Linked DNA regions of Mus musculus: regions 2 and 3 are each linked to region 1. Evidence: chromatin contacts called from public HiChIP or PLAC-seq data. All regions are on one chromosome and are shown on one strand. The core of a region is the stretch at or near the end of the contact, and the rest is flanking DNA. Distances in the headings are between cores, read along the strand shown. Region 1 overlaps Map7 (microtubule-associated protein 7). Region 2 has its middle 18 kb from the start of Map7. Region 3 holds the start of Map7 (microtubule-associated protein 7).

Evidence for each region. HiChIP or PLAC-seq counts read pairs in DNA pulled down with a chosen protein or histone mark.
Region 2: a contact with region 1 is called in an H3K27ac HiChIP or PLAC-seq map of embryonic stem cells, with 7 read pairs. The contact joins two enhancer-like sites. A contact is called at or near these places in 9 of 39 promoter capture datasets (the 3T3-L1 cell line, 3T3-L1-derived adipocytes, the HPC-7 cell line and 4 more), 21 of 484 Hi-C or Micro-C datasets (2-cell embryo, Th2 cells, brain and 15 more), 14 of 115 datasets of contacts at active chromatin or transcription factors (craniofacial prominence, embryonic stem cells, epiblast stem cells and 4 more) and 4 of 9 other capture datasets (adipose tissue, embryonic stem cells, liver and 1 more).
Region 3: a contact with region 1 is called in an H3K27ac HiChIP or PLAC-seq map of embryonic stem cells, with 5 read pairs. The contact joins the promoter of Map7 here to the enhancer-like site in region 1. A contact is called at or near these places in 5 of 484 Hi-C or Micro-C datasets (bone marrow-derived DN3 thymocytes, cortical neurons, embryonic stem cells and 2 more), 4 of 115 datasets of contacts at active chromatin or transcription factors (embryonic stem cells, extraembryonic endoderm stem cells, kidney and 1 more) and 4 of 9 other capture datasets (adipose tissue, embryonic stem cells, liver and 1 more).

The regions. Positions count from the first base shown.
Region 1 is chr10:20,262,293-20,266,997 of GRCm38.p6, reverse strand. It overlaps Map7 (microtubule-associated protein 7), which reads right to left. Exons shown (of 18, transcript NM_001358787.1): 9 at 147-262. Among named protein-coding and RNA genes, the nearest start is that of Gm48249, 22 kb to the left of the region's middle. Within about 2 kb of position 2,382, at least 6 of the 459 cell types and tissues checked have an H3K27ac peak or open chromatin away from gene starts, as enhancers often do. A contact at or near this core is called in embryonic stem cells, where this site is marked.
Region 2 is chr10:20,151,071-20,155,775 of GRCm38.p6, reverse strand. It overlaps a transcript of Map7 not described here. Among named protein-coding and RNA genes, the nearest start is that of Map7, 18 kb to the left of the region's middle. Within about 2 kb of position 2,040, at least 14 of the 459 cell types and tissues checked have an H3K27ac peak or open chromatin away from gene starts, as enhancers often do. A contact at or near this core is called in embryonic stem cells, where this site is marked.
Region 3 is chr10:20,168,769-20,173,473 of GRCm38.p6, reverse strand. It overlaps Map7 (microtubule-associated protein 7), which reads right to left and starts at 2,452. Exons shown (of 18, transcript NM_001358787.1): 1 at 2,153-2,452. The coding sequence starts at 2,285. Gm51795 (a long non-coding RNA gene) reads left to right here. Exons shown (of 2, transcript XR_003948992.1): 2 at 709-2,229.

The DNA.
Region 1 (4,705 bases), core at 1,133-3,632:
AAAGGAGTGGCTAGTGAGACTCAGCTCAACGATCCTTTCTCCTTTTGCTAAAAGACAGCTTGCGGTCCCCAAAGTCAAAGGCAAGCAGTGAGGACAGAAGCTAATTCTCCATGGTGGGCCTTCCCATGCACCTCCGCCACACTCACCAAAGGCGGGCTGGAGCCGGTGACCTCGCTTTGAGATTAGATGGAGACAGAGTCCTGCGGGCGCCCGGGGAAACGTGGAAGGGAACGTGTTCTCTTTCTCGCTCTCTTTTATGGCTCTGGTTCAGAGAAACTCAGTAATTAGAATTTTCATATTAACGATATCCAACGACAAACTACAGACCACTTAGTGTTTTTAAGAATTTAAGACAACTTCTAAACTACGTCATATATCCACGCCACTGCAGGACAAGGCGCCTGTCTGCTAACAATCGAACAGTACATAACTGAGCCAACACAGATGGCAGGATAAAGAAGATCTGAGAGATGGTTGGAAGGGAGTAAAGGAAAGGGGGAAATGATGTAATTATAATCTCAAAAAAAATAAACAAACAACAAAAAAGTATAAACTTTTAAAAAGCACCTTTGCTTTCTGTCTAACATTACCTGGAATTACTTTACCTTATCTCTACAGATGTTCCTTTTGTTTTAAATTTTGTCATTTTTCTTTTTGCCATACTGAGGATTAAACCTCAGGCGTCATACTGGGCAAGTGCCCTACTACTGAGCCACACTACTTTTAAGCACATGTTCTACTTTTCTATTCTTTAGCAGTTCTCTTCTGTTTTGGAATATACCATCGCTCCATCATTTACTCACATGTCTGGTATTTCAGATACACGGTCACCTTTTATGTGACTTTTGTAGATAAGTCCTTACATAAGGGTCCCCTTACTCTACAAGGAAAGTGGGGCTCAGGTGAGGAAGTGTAGGTCGTGTGTTCCTAGAAAGAGCTCCAACAGTGAGCGGAGACACCAGCCCTCCATGATGACTGCCTAGCGCTCAGCCAGAGATCTGGCCAAACGTAGGAAGAGAAGACCAGAGATGTGTTCCAAGGTTCTGAAGTCAAAAGGCAAGAGTGGGGAGAAAACAGAAGGGAGCAAGAGGAAGCTCCGTGTTTGAAGAATCTCAGGCTGAGGAAGGGAGGGAGGAGGAGATACGGGGTGAGAAGAGAGGACCGAGGAGGATGCTAGCCGGGGACCTCTGGCTAATCCAGTACAAGGAACCAGGGACAGGTAGATGTCACCCAGCCAGGCTGCCAGTGAACAATCACAGTGCTCCCGCTCCTTCTCTACTGAGTTCCTCAAACTGCTTCTCCCACCTTCCGGGCTGGCTGACTGGGCTACCAGTGGAGGAAACCTCTGATGTCTCCACTGTCTCTGCTGAGTTCCTACCACAGAAGAACTGAGGGTAAAGAAGATCCTCCCATGGCTGTGGGGGCCATGTCTGGATCAACCCAGTTGCAAGGCCACCCTCTGCCCCAACTGACTCCTCAAAGGCAGGTGGGGCCTTGAAGGACGGGTGCAGTCTCTGGGTGGTAAAAGGCGCAGCTACTAGATGGGTTCCCTCCTCAGTGGTAGATAGACAAGCATCGGGAAGACTGGAACTAGGGAGGAGGGACCACCTTTCTTCCTAAGGGAGATGCTAAAGTAGCAAAGTAAGTCCTTTCTTCTTCCTTTAACAAAGTTTTAAAACACACATTCATTTATTTCCTTATTTGCTTATTCCTCTGTGAGTGTATGCCTGTGTTGCGTCTAAGGACAACTTGTGAACGTCAGAGTTGGTTTTCTCCTTCCAGCCTGCAGGCTCGGGATGAACTGGGATTATCATGCTTGCCAGCAAGTACCTTTACCTGTGGCTGGCCCATCTCTTGGCTCAGAGAGAGAGAGAGAGAGAGAGAGAGAGAGAGAGTGTGTGTGTGTGTGTGTGTGTGTGTGTGTGTGTGCGTGTGTGTGTTTGGAGACAGGGTCTCTGGCTGTCCTGGAACTTACTGTGTAGACCAGGATGGCCTTGAACTCATTGAGTCTACCTGCCTCTGTCTCCAGAGTATTGGGGTTAAAGGTGTGTGCTACCACGTGTAGGTTGTAGAAACATTTTGATGTGGCTTAAATAAGATCAAGGAGCTGGGTGGGAAAGACAGAAAGAGAAAGACAGAAGTGCAATGTGAGGCACTTGGGGCTAACTCTGCCCATTTGGGTTTCCTGGGTCAGGGCCCGGGGAATGGGCCTATGCCCTTGACAGTCTCATCAAGGTGACAGTGAGACAAAGGCCATGAGAGCCCAAACTGGGGCTCTGTCCTTCTCTTTTCAATTCTTTTGTTGCCTTACATCCAGCCACTTGTCTGCGCAGCACACCCACAAAGGCACCCTGTGGACTCCATGCTGGTGTGAGTTAATGAGGAGCAAGTGCTACAACCATCCTTACTCTGAACCCTTTCCACACTGCTGAGTGCACACACAACGCTCAAGTCAACCCGGCTGCCCGCCGACCAGCATGCAGGGACTTCACAATATCTGGAGAAGAACCGCTCACATTTCCTGATTTTAAAATATATTTTAAGGCTACAGTTCAAGTAGCATGGTATTGGCATGTAGACCAAACAAATAGAATAAAGTCTAGAAACCATAGAGCCTGGGACCACTCAACAAGGGAAGGACAGTCTTCAGCAAATGTTAGCGAGGAAGTAGTATATTTACAGGAAAAACAGTGAAACTGGACTCTTCCTTTACACAACAAACATGAACTTAAAGTGGATTGAGTCTTAAAACTGTAAAAGGGGCTGACATCCAAAAAAGTTTCATATCATGGAACCGGTTACTTAATTTATGGACCCAATGCACAGGCATAAAAAACAAACAAAAACAAACAAACAAAAAACCCCAAAAAACAAAACAAAACAAAACAAAAAAAACAGCACATGAACATCAAACAAAATTTTCTATAGGTCAAAAGTCACAAAAGACTGAACAGGCAGCCTATACCTATATGGCCAGGAGCCATTATCTAGAATAAACACATAACTCCCACAATGCAACATTTTGTTACTGGATGTAAAGCTGGCCTGTGCTGGATCATCAGTGATACACACACACACACACACACACACACACACACACACACGCCTTTGGTAAACATCTCTCCAAACACTTACTAGCTGCTACAGTCTACAAAAATGTGCCATGCTGAGATGCAAATCAAAATCATGAGATATCACTCATGTTTAGTAAATTGGATATTATAAAAACAAATACAGAAAATAGCAAGTGTTGTCGTGGAGAAACTGGACTCCTTTTGCATGAATGATAGGAATGCAGAACGGTACAGTCACTAGGCAAAACAGTTTGGCACTTCTTCAGACACTTATATAGATTAATGTTATTCTGCAACTCCAGTCTTGGTGTGTGTTGTGCCTACCCATGGATAGAAGTCATAGGCTCGTGCCTTCCTCAGCCATTTCTCCTCCTAATATTTTGAGACAGGTTTCTTACTGGCCATGTCAGCTGGTCAGTGCCAGCAAGCCCATGGATCCCCAACGCTGAAGCCGTCTACACCCCAATGCTGAAGTTACAGCCATGAGGCCAAACTCGTCTTTCATGCTTGTGTCTGAGCCTCTCACACTTGCACATCAAGCACTTTACACACTGAGCCATATCCCTAGTCTCTACACACTTCAAAAATTAAATATTCAGTCCATCTATACCATTAGCTACTTTCCAGGTATTCAATACAGTTAACCAGTCCTGATTCCACAATGCAGATATAAACATCATTTCCCTGACAGTAGCAGTCCCTAACTACTTGATCGCAAGGCAATGAAAGTCTAGTTGATCACACACAGGAAGGCATCAACAGACAGAACCACCAAAGCTCAAAGGGTGACAGACGGTTGGCCACAGTCCTCCTCCTACCTGACGTTAAGTGTTTTCCCTTCAGTACCCACTTTCCCCCTCTGCGCATGCACTCTAAGTGTTCACTGTCACTTTCTGTCTGAAGCTAGGATCTCCAAAGCATCATGAAGCTAATGAAGAGAGCGATCACGGACATCAGAGGTAGGCTCCCCTTTGGCTACAGGGCTGTGAGGCTTGTCTCAGGTGTGAATTGCACTGATGCCTAAAGTGGCTCACAAAAACATTTCCTTTAGGCAGAATCCTCACCCTCGCTCAGTCCTCAGACACACCTCGAAGCAGAACTCTTTAAAGCATCCATCAGCTTTAAACACGAGAATTGCTCTGTCGACACAATTTTGTTTGTTTTTATTTTGTTTTTAAAGTTCTAGCCTCTACAACCAGGGTCACATCATCCCTGCCAAGCAAGCAGTGACATGTGGTGGATTGGGGACATCATGACTGAAGTTCAAAGCCATAGAACAATGTTCACATCTCCCAACTACAGCGCATAAGCTCACAGTTTAAACAAAGATGAAGGATTCAAAGAGACAGATGACCTCGCTCCATTTACAGCATGGTTAGGGTACAGATATTATCTATCCTTCACTTTAAACACTTGAGGTGTATATATATATATATATATATATATATATATATATATATGCCTTACAAGAGGTACCTACTGAACAAAAACTGTTTCCAAATCCTTCATGGTGTTTTAAGATATGGGCTGTGGCAGGCATACATAGACATGCATACCCGTTTGAGTAAGCTACCTTCAGTGTTGGGCCAGCTTTATGGTTGAGACCAGGCTGCAAGCCAGGTCTATTTTTC
Region 2 (4,705 bases), core at 791-3,290, 110 kb after region 1:
TTACTATGTAGACTCATGGAGACCATGAGGGGAGCCCGCCCTGCAGGCCAGCATCACCACGCCAGGCTATTTACAATATTCTAATACAAAAGCTCCTTGTCAGGTCTAGGGATGAGAGTACAGATGCCCCGGAGAGGAGAGAGAAGGGCACTGGCACGGGTCCTCTGTGTGAAAGTGCGTCGGCTCACAATCTCAGAGCACAGGCTGCACAGGAAGGAAGAAAGGCCTTGGGGATAAGAGAAAAGGAGATGAAGCCAAGATGGGCGTCAGACAGACTCTAGAGCTGGGAATATAGCTGGTGATCAAGAACTTGTCTGATATGGACCTGGCCCTGAGCTCAGTTCCCAGAATCACAGAACAGCAAGCCACCAAACAGAACCCTGGGTTCTGGGCTCAACATGACCTCATTTCAGAGACTGCATTAGCATCAAGCAAAAAATATCTCACTTTGAAGCAATTACAGCTTACTTAAAAAACTTAGTGGAGTGACTAAAATGAAAACCATCAAATCAACAAAATATACAAGGGCCGAAAAGGATGCAGAACAATCTCACAGGACGCTCACAGAAAAAGGTGTACAGCCACCCTAGAAGTGGCAACGTCTTACACAATCACATTGGAGACAACAATGTAAGTATCTGCCATAAATGAAACCAGTGACGTAAAAACCAACATACGAATATTTGCAACAGTTGTTTCTCCTACCCAAACCTAGGAGTGACTGGACGTCCTTAAGTTGGGGACAGGGAAGCACTAGGTGCTAGGGCAGGGAACTACCAATGCACATCACGGTGTGCTCAGATCTCAAATACATTAGGCTGTGGGGGCGGGGGGCGGCACCCCTGCAAAGGTTACATGGTATGCTTCCACTTAAGACTCTGGGAAAAGTCAAAGCAAAGATGGAAAATAGATCAGTGGGTGGGAAATGAGCCAGAGGGAGCTCTGGAAGACAAGACTCTAAGCCCTATCGACAGTGATGGTTATACATCTATAGCTACGTTGACAGTCTACTGAAACAACACATTTAAAAAACAATTAAAAACTCCTTTACTAGCCGGGCATGCCTTAAATCCCAACACTCGGGAGGCAGAGGCAGGCAGATTTCTGAGTTCGAGGCCAGCCTGGTCTACAAAGTGAGTTCCAGGACAGCCAGGGCTATACAGAGAAACCCTGTCTCAGAAAAAACAAAACAAAACAAAACAAAAAACAAAAAAACCAAAAACAAAAAACCCACCTCTACTTATTCGAGAATTTCTAATGTATTGATTTTTTTTTTCTGGCAACTTTTATGGAACGGTCTACTGGGCTATCTCATCTTTCCAATGCTCAATCTATTAATCATTATTATAAAGGATGTGCCCCCAACTCTTGGACCAACTGAAATTCCTCTGCTAGGAGAAACCAGTGGAAACCTCAATCCAAAGTAATGGCTTTAAAATATCATTTCAGTTTTGGAATGTTTGACCTTTTTGTCCCTCTTGGGCATCTCTCACTTCTCTGACTTGGCTGTCTGTCCCTCCTCCATTTTGAATGGTTGTCTATCCTGTCTGCAGTTTTTCTTTCTGATCTTTCCTGGAGTGGCCTTCAGACCTGACCTCGTGTCTGTTCCTGCAGGTTCACCAGTTAACTATCTGGCATCACTACTGACACTTTTCCACCTTTTCTTTTACTCAGTTGTACTCACTAATATGTTCGGGTCAAGCTTAAACTAATGAACCAATTAAAAGTGGATCGCCTTGTGTCTTCTTTTTACCTGTGATCCTCTGACATCTCAGAGTCCCAAACCGGCCTCCTTTTTTTATACCCACTGACAGGCCAGTGCCTACCTAGCTCTATCCAGGGACCTCAGAGTTAAGTCTGGAGACCAAACTCTCTCTCCTTTCTTCCTCCATCTGGTCTACACAGCTGCTCTGAAAAGAAGCTCTCCTTCCAGGTTCCAGAGCAAACCGGCACCTCCCGAACTCAAGCACAGCTGTCCCAAATGGGCAGGGTAGGAGGAAAAGGACCTCCCTAGGAGAGGGTGTGTTTGTGCTAATTGTGCAACCCAGCTCTTTAATTCTGATTAACAAAGCTTTATCAAGACAAGCCTTCCTGCTCCAACAATACTGTTCTAGCCTCTTGGCTTGACCTTTGGCCTCAACATATCCATCATGCCTAACTGATTTCCCTGAACACTCACTTTGAGCCTTTCACATTTGTCCTGTCAAGAAACTTTAGCTCCTCTCCTGTATGCCTTTATTTCCCCTCCTCCTCCCTCTGACCACACATCACTCCCTGTTGTTTGGCGGTTAAGTGCTAGCTGCAGCAGGTGCTCCGGGATGACCACAGCCAGAGTGGTCCATCCTTCCTCCACTGAACCCTCACGACCCGTACACATTGGCCTGTGGATTTCCTTACTAAACTCAAAGATCATATTCATCAACCTTCCAAACTCCGTCATTTTAATAACCCATGGAAAGTACACATTCTTGGTTAAATTAGTCTAAGCCTCGATGTCTTTAGTTCTTGTACTAACAAGACTTGAGTATGTTTTTTAAAGCTCTTCGAATAATTTGTTTTCAGGTATCATGACACAAGTGTGTGAATTCTTTAGAGACCATGCCAGTGTAAATTTGCGTTTCACACACATACCTAAGCTATGACAACAGCTGACTTCTCTTCAACTTACCAGTGGTTCTCAGGAGAGAACCACTGACTTAGCGAGATGTGAAGTTTGCCCCCTGAAGCAGCAGCAATTCTAGCTTCTAGGATCTGAATTTCAATAGGGAGGGGCTTACGTCACAGCATAAGCACAACCTGAGTGTCTACTTTCTATGCTTATTTGGGGACAACAGAGGCCCTTCTGGCTTAAATAAAGATCACTTTTTACTCTGGAAAATTTCATACAAGATACATGACCACAGTAAGAAAGTCTAAGTCTGGGCTGGAGAGATGGCTCAGTGGTTAAGAGCAGTGACTGCTCTTCTAGAGGTCCCAAGTTCCAATTCCCAGCACCCACATGGTGGCTCACAACCATCTGTAATAGGATCTGATGGCCTCTTCTGGTATATCTGAAGACAGTGACAGTGTACTCATATACATAAAATAAATAAATGTTAAAAAAAAGGGGGAGGGGGGGAGTCTAAGTCTTTCCACCAAGAATCCTGATTTTTAAAAACAACAACAACAAACAAACTCCATTCTAGGTTGTAAGTAATATCTTCCAATAGAATGGCAACAGATCTCACCAAAACATATGGGCATTAATTTATTCCTTGCACATCAGACTTTGGGCATCACAGATTAATCAAAAGCAGCATGAAACTTTAGCTCTGTGGTCTTTTTAAAGGAGGTTGGCAAATGGGATTTGCTCTGTGTAGCTGATTTCCATAGCTTGGAATCATACTAGGTGACACACAGAATTCCAGCTCCTAGTTTTGTGATGTGATGACCTAGGAATTTGCTCAAAATAATATTCTAATAAAAAGGACTTGACATCCTCTAGTGGTGAAACACAAATCTGTTTCTAAGACAACAGCATTTTCTAGTTCTTGCTTCCCTTTGACTATGGACAAGGAAAATACCCCCGTAAACCAAGAGAATGGTTCTACCTCAAGAAAAATGACTTTTTAAAAAATAATATAATTGTAAAAATTATAACATCATCACAACCCTTGAGCAAAAGCTAAACATATCTGCAGAACTGTTTTCTGAATGTTGCATTGATATAGTACCCTTTAAATACATACTATGCTGCCAAAGTTCACTCTATTTGAGTCCTATACATACACAAACATAGGCCTTTAATCTTGAACATATCACAGGTATTGTTTCTGTAATAACCCGAGATTTTAACCTCAAGTCTTGAAATACAGCCTTAGCACAAGGACATAATTTAAGAACCACTCAAGGTTGGATTCTACCTCAAAGTAATTATATACAAAAGGAATACAAAGGGAATGCGTCAGGAAAGAAGTTGCTGTTTGTGGCTGAGAAAGAGGACACACAGGGAATCTGGGACTTAGGAGGCTGAGGTGGCGAGCTCGGCAGGAGGACTCCAGGAATACATGGCAAGATCCCCATCTCAAGCAAAAAAGACAAAGGAAAAAAAAAGTGGCATTTTGAGGTGGTAACTCTTACTTCTTGGTGGCAATAAAACACAGGCTTAGGTACCCCTCTCATTCAATAAATTCCATATAAACCTATGATTTAAAAATAATAAATTGGGGGGCCGGAGAGATGGCATAGCATTTAAGAGCACTGACTGCTCTTCCAGAGGTCCTGAGTTCAATTCCCAGCAACCACATGGTGGCTCACAACCATCTGTAATGGGATCTGATGCCCTCTTCTGGTGTGTCTGAAGACAGCTGCAGTGTACTCATATGAATAAACATAAATAAATAAATAAATCTTTAAAAAATAAATTGGAGTGTTTGAATGTGTATAATGTGAAATGTGAGTATAAAACTGAAGTTCTACATTCAGATAAAAGTCACAGGTTTTACACGTATAGAGCATAAGTTGTCAACATTCAAACAACCTGTGTTCTCTCAAAATAGGGTCGCCTGGATTTTAAACAATACATTTCCAAGTCAGGGAGACAGCTCTGAAGGTTAAGAAGCCTGCAGGTAAAGAGGTCTGCGGACCCGAGGCCAGTCACTAGGACCTACACAGCGTAAAGAGAACCGATTCCCACAGGTTGTTCTCCAGCTCCCCCCACACAAAT
Region 3 (4,705 bases), core at 1,203-3,702, 94 kb after region 1:
TGGGATTGAACTCAGGACTTCATGCATCCTGAACTCCCTTGTCTTCCTCTTTTTACCACAAGACCTAACCATGTCTGGCACTGGGAGTTTGTCAACACGAACCTATGTCACAGCTCTATAGGACAGACTCTGTGGGCCTATAAAGCAGTCTCATGTGGCGACTTGGACTTAAGTAAACTAAATATAATAGATCAGTTTCTCCATTGTTCTAGCTTTATTTCAAGTGCTCTGTAGCTGCACGTGGCTAATGGCTATCACACTGGACAGTGCGGAAATGAAACACGGCTGTGATTTTCTACTAGGCAGAGCTGGACTAGAAAATGGACATTCCTGCTACTCAGATGCTTGAAGAGAAACCGAAAACCACAGCCACAGTGCTTTTATTCATTAAGCATAATCAGAGATATCCAGAATTATTCATCAGCTCATTTTGTTTCCTAGGTCATAAATTAGAGACATATATGGATGTAAAGAAACCCTGGTCATCCTTAATAGAATGGAATCCTCCCCATGTATCCCAACCATCAAGCACACGTACACACACACACACACACACGCGCACACGCGCGCACACACACACACAAACACACACACACAGACATAAAAAGGGATAAACAGCAGGGGATCAGAACTCCTTGGTTTAAGATTCTTGGTGGATACCCAAACATCTTTAGAACTGACTTTCCCCTCTCTCCTTTTCTTTTAAAGGAACTACCCAAGGACAGGTTTTATTTGGAAGGAAAATTAAAAACAAAGAAGCCAGGAAGAAAAAGTCATGAAAAGTAAGAAAAAATGGGTAGCTATCCAAAATGATAATTGCAGGACACTCCAGGGAAGACTCACCGAGCCAGGATGTTTTGACAAATACACCATGGGAATGCTTCAACAAATTGGCATTAACTTTAAAAAAAGTTCCCAATTCTGCAGAGAATAAATGACTGGCTGCTGACCACCTTGGAGGGGTCTCACTGAGAGCAGCCTGCTCGGACTCAGCTGTCAACCCATGAGCAACTGAAGAAATATCCCCCCTCTACAGCAACACTGAGTTTCTGAGGTCACTGGGCATTCCGACAGAAACCCCGACAACAAACAGAAATCATCTGCAGTGATAATACTCTTTTCAAGAATGGAAGAAAAACTTACTTTTGGGTTTAAAGTACACAGTTTCCATTATATTTAGCAAAAGCAACATGGTTCATTTTGGAGCTAGGAACAAAGCGTCAGTGGCTAGAGCCACACTATGGAAAATTTGATAATGTCGGTGATAGAAAATTTGCCAGTGACAGAATATAAGACCCAAACAGCTCATAAAAATAAACAGATAGGTACCTCTTCTGCTAGAGAGAACAGCTTGCAGGAAGACGCCTACAGGATGCTGGAAAATTTAAGTGCAATCCTAAAAGCCCTTCTTCAAAGATGCATGAGAGTGGCTATGAGACAACACCTCGGAAGGACATCCATGGGATTGAAGCCTGAGCAGCTGCTGCCATGTCATCAGCACAAGGGGACACTCAAGGCTCAGACCTCTGTGTTCTGTAGCCAGCATGTCTGAAGTGGCACAGAGTACTCAGCAGCAGCAGTCAGAAGCGAGACCTCATGCTGCTCCCTCTCCCTGGCTGCCCAAGTTTGCCTGCCTGCCTTCCTTCTCCCTCAGCATCTGAGTAGAAGGAACCTGGAAGCATGCTCATCTTCTGCCCGTGGGGAGGGAGCTCTGGAAAAAAAATCACTTTACCTAATCCGTCCTTTTTACAGAGAAGCTCATTTCACTGAAGTAAACAGAAATGATCCGACGTGGCTACAGGAAAGTGAGGGTACTGTTCCTTTAAACCCCTTGAAGCCAAATTTATTCCCCCACGAGGTCAGAGTCACTGGCCCCTGTTTAAATGAAGGAGTGAATATTAAAGACCTTTATACTAGGAAAATAGTTTGGGTCTTAAAAAGTAAGCTGACCTGAAATAGACCAAACCTACAAAATTTATTTCCACTCCATCAGACTCCATACCCCGAGGGTGTGCGAGCGTGACCAGCAAGCTGTGTTAGGTCACGAATACTCGAGAAGCAGGCATTGCGCGTGCAGTTCGGAACCCGTGCGATAATCAATGTAAGAACAGTGCTGGATCCGGCTCCAGTGAGGGGTAGGGCTGATGCATACCTTTGGGTCTTCTGGCATTTCCACTCTTCTGCAGCTCATCTTCCTCATTAATGGTGAATAGAGCAAGGGGAATTGTCCTTGCAGGAGTCTTCTTCAGTCTCTCTTGTCGGATCGCTGTAGCTGACCCAGGCATAACGCTGCTACTTGTTCGGCAATTATATTAAATATATATGCTTATGTAATTGCAGCTCCCAGAAGCTGCTAGCTCCTAAGCTGCCTGTTCATTTGAGCACTTGTAATAGATCCCCTATGGGTAAACAGTGAGAACAGCTGACAGATACTACCAGCTACTTGGCAACTGAGGTCCTGCTGCTGCCCCTCACCTAGCAGCAGCCCCCTCCCACTTATTCCCCCCAATAGGCACAGGCGCTGGTGAGTAAACACTCTCGCACATGCACACACGCGCACGCGCGCACACACCCATTTCAGAAGGCCTCTATTAAAGGCACGCAGGTTCCGATGCCTCCCTTGGACTGCCTAGCCTTGGTCAATCAGAGCCAGCTTTCCCAGTCTTCTTTTTGCTACCGCACAGCAAAACATTCAGCATGCAGCGGAGGGCAAAAGATGACATGATGCCTGCTGTGAACAGTTGCCCTGACAACCCTGACATAGCCTAATGAAGGAGGCTGGGAGCAGTTCCAGCTGCCCTGGGATGCAGTCCTCAGAACCCACCAGCAGAGGCTTAGCTGCACAGGGCAGCTCCCTCCTCCTCTGGGTGGCAGAGCTGAGCGGCGGAATGGTGGAGCAGGAGAAACGGGTTCGTCTGCAGGAGCAGCAGCTAATTCTTCAGGACAGGAGAGGGGTTTCCTTCTCCCCCTCCCTCGTGGTCTATTACAGTAAGTAAAGATAAGGCAGGCATCCCGCCGCCGCTGCCTCACTCTCCTGACACAAACACCCATGTTTGTATAGGCTGAGCCTTGGTGGCATCTGTCCTGATGTATGGGGCTTCGAATTCATTTTCAATGTGTTCTCAACTCATGTATAAACTCTCTCAAGATACACTGTTCGCTTCGTTCATGAGGCCCACCAGCACAATACCGAAACCCTCCAAGGAGACCAGAAATTGGAGACTGCCTCTTTCAACTAAAAACACTTTCTCTGAAAGTCAGGCTGAAAGGACAGAGACAAAGCCAAAGAGGGGAGTCCCAGCTGCCTGCCACTGCATGACAGCTCTCCTTATCCCAATGCCCGGGCGTCTGCCAAACAGGTCTCGGCTAGTCACCCAGTTTCGGTTCTTTAGGACTATTCTCTCAGAAGCATGCAGCCGCCGTATGATTTTTGTTTCGTTCTGAAGTAAGTTTGCTCATTTTAAGACTTTCCATTTTTATGTTGCTTCAAATTTGTACAGTAATTTTTTTTTAATCAATAGTTTTTATAGCAACAAATAACAATTCAAAAATGCTAATTGCTAAATGAAGGAAAAAAAAGTTATTTTCTTTTGGCCTTTAATCCAAATTAAATCTAATGTCAAAGGCAATCCTTCCCCCTAAACGACTCTCCTACACACTGTCAAAGATTCTAACTCCGCATATGTGTGGGACCTGGGGTCCCATGCCAAGGTGCCCCCTGAGAAATCACACCATGTAACAGGCCTTTGGGGGAAGGGAGGGGAGTAAGGATCTGGAGAAGGGGTGGAGGCAGACAGACTAGAGGAAAGTCATGAGGGCAGAGAAGTGGGGGACAGAGGATGACAGGAAGAGATGCCAGCAGACTGGCTGGGAAATCAAAAAGTCCTTTTTATAAAAGTCACCTGGTGAGCCACCTGCACTTGGGAGCAGGTGATGAAGTGAGTCATTGCTAGGTCCCTGAAGGAGTCTAGTGGCATCGCCTGTAAGCTAACATGTCTTTTGTATGAAACAAACTTCGGCTAGTGTACTTTACTCTTCTTAGTGGCCCAGTTTTCTCTGGACAGCTGGGTGATGACTATTTTATCAGGTTGAGGGTAAGGGTTAAACAAATACAGTGCTCATAAGAGGTGGCTGATAAATAAAAGGTTACCACATCTACAGCACACCCACTGTAACCAGCACAGTGTTTTGCATTTATCTTCAAGGTGTTTTCTTCTCTACTATAAACCCTCTTGAGACACACCGTTTTCATTCATTTGCACCTCCCTGCCCAGTGCTGGGTATAATGGCTAGCAAACCCCACGGAAATGGACAAATTCTCAAAAACCCTTCCCTCCAAAGGCTTGTGATTTAACTAAGTGAGTGCACATTTAGATCCAGACTGGTGGCTTGAAAGAAGGCCAGGAGAATTGTGTTAGCCTATGTGCTACTGGGTTAGGCAAACACAGACTGTGGTTCCCTTACTTCCAGGGTGAGTTCACAAGGCCTCACAGCAAAGCAAAGGCTTTGGAGTTTAATTCATCCACATTGACAACAGATTTCCCCAAGAAGCTTCATGTGCCGGGGCTTAGGGAAGAGCAGTGAAGCGACAGGACACGGGACCCAAGTCATTATCCACCATGCCCAGCTGGTGACTCGGTTTCTTTTGTGTCCATGTCAGTAGGCAATCCCCCAACGACAGAGTGGATTCTTCACTCTCTAGCCT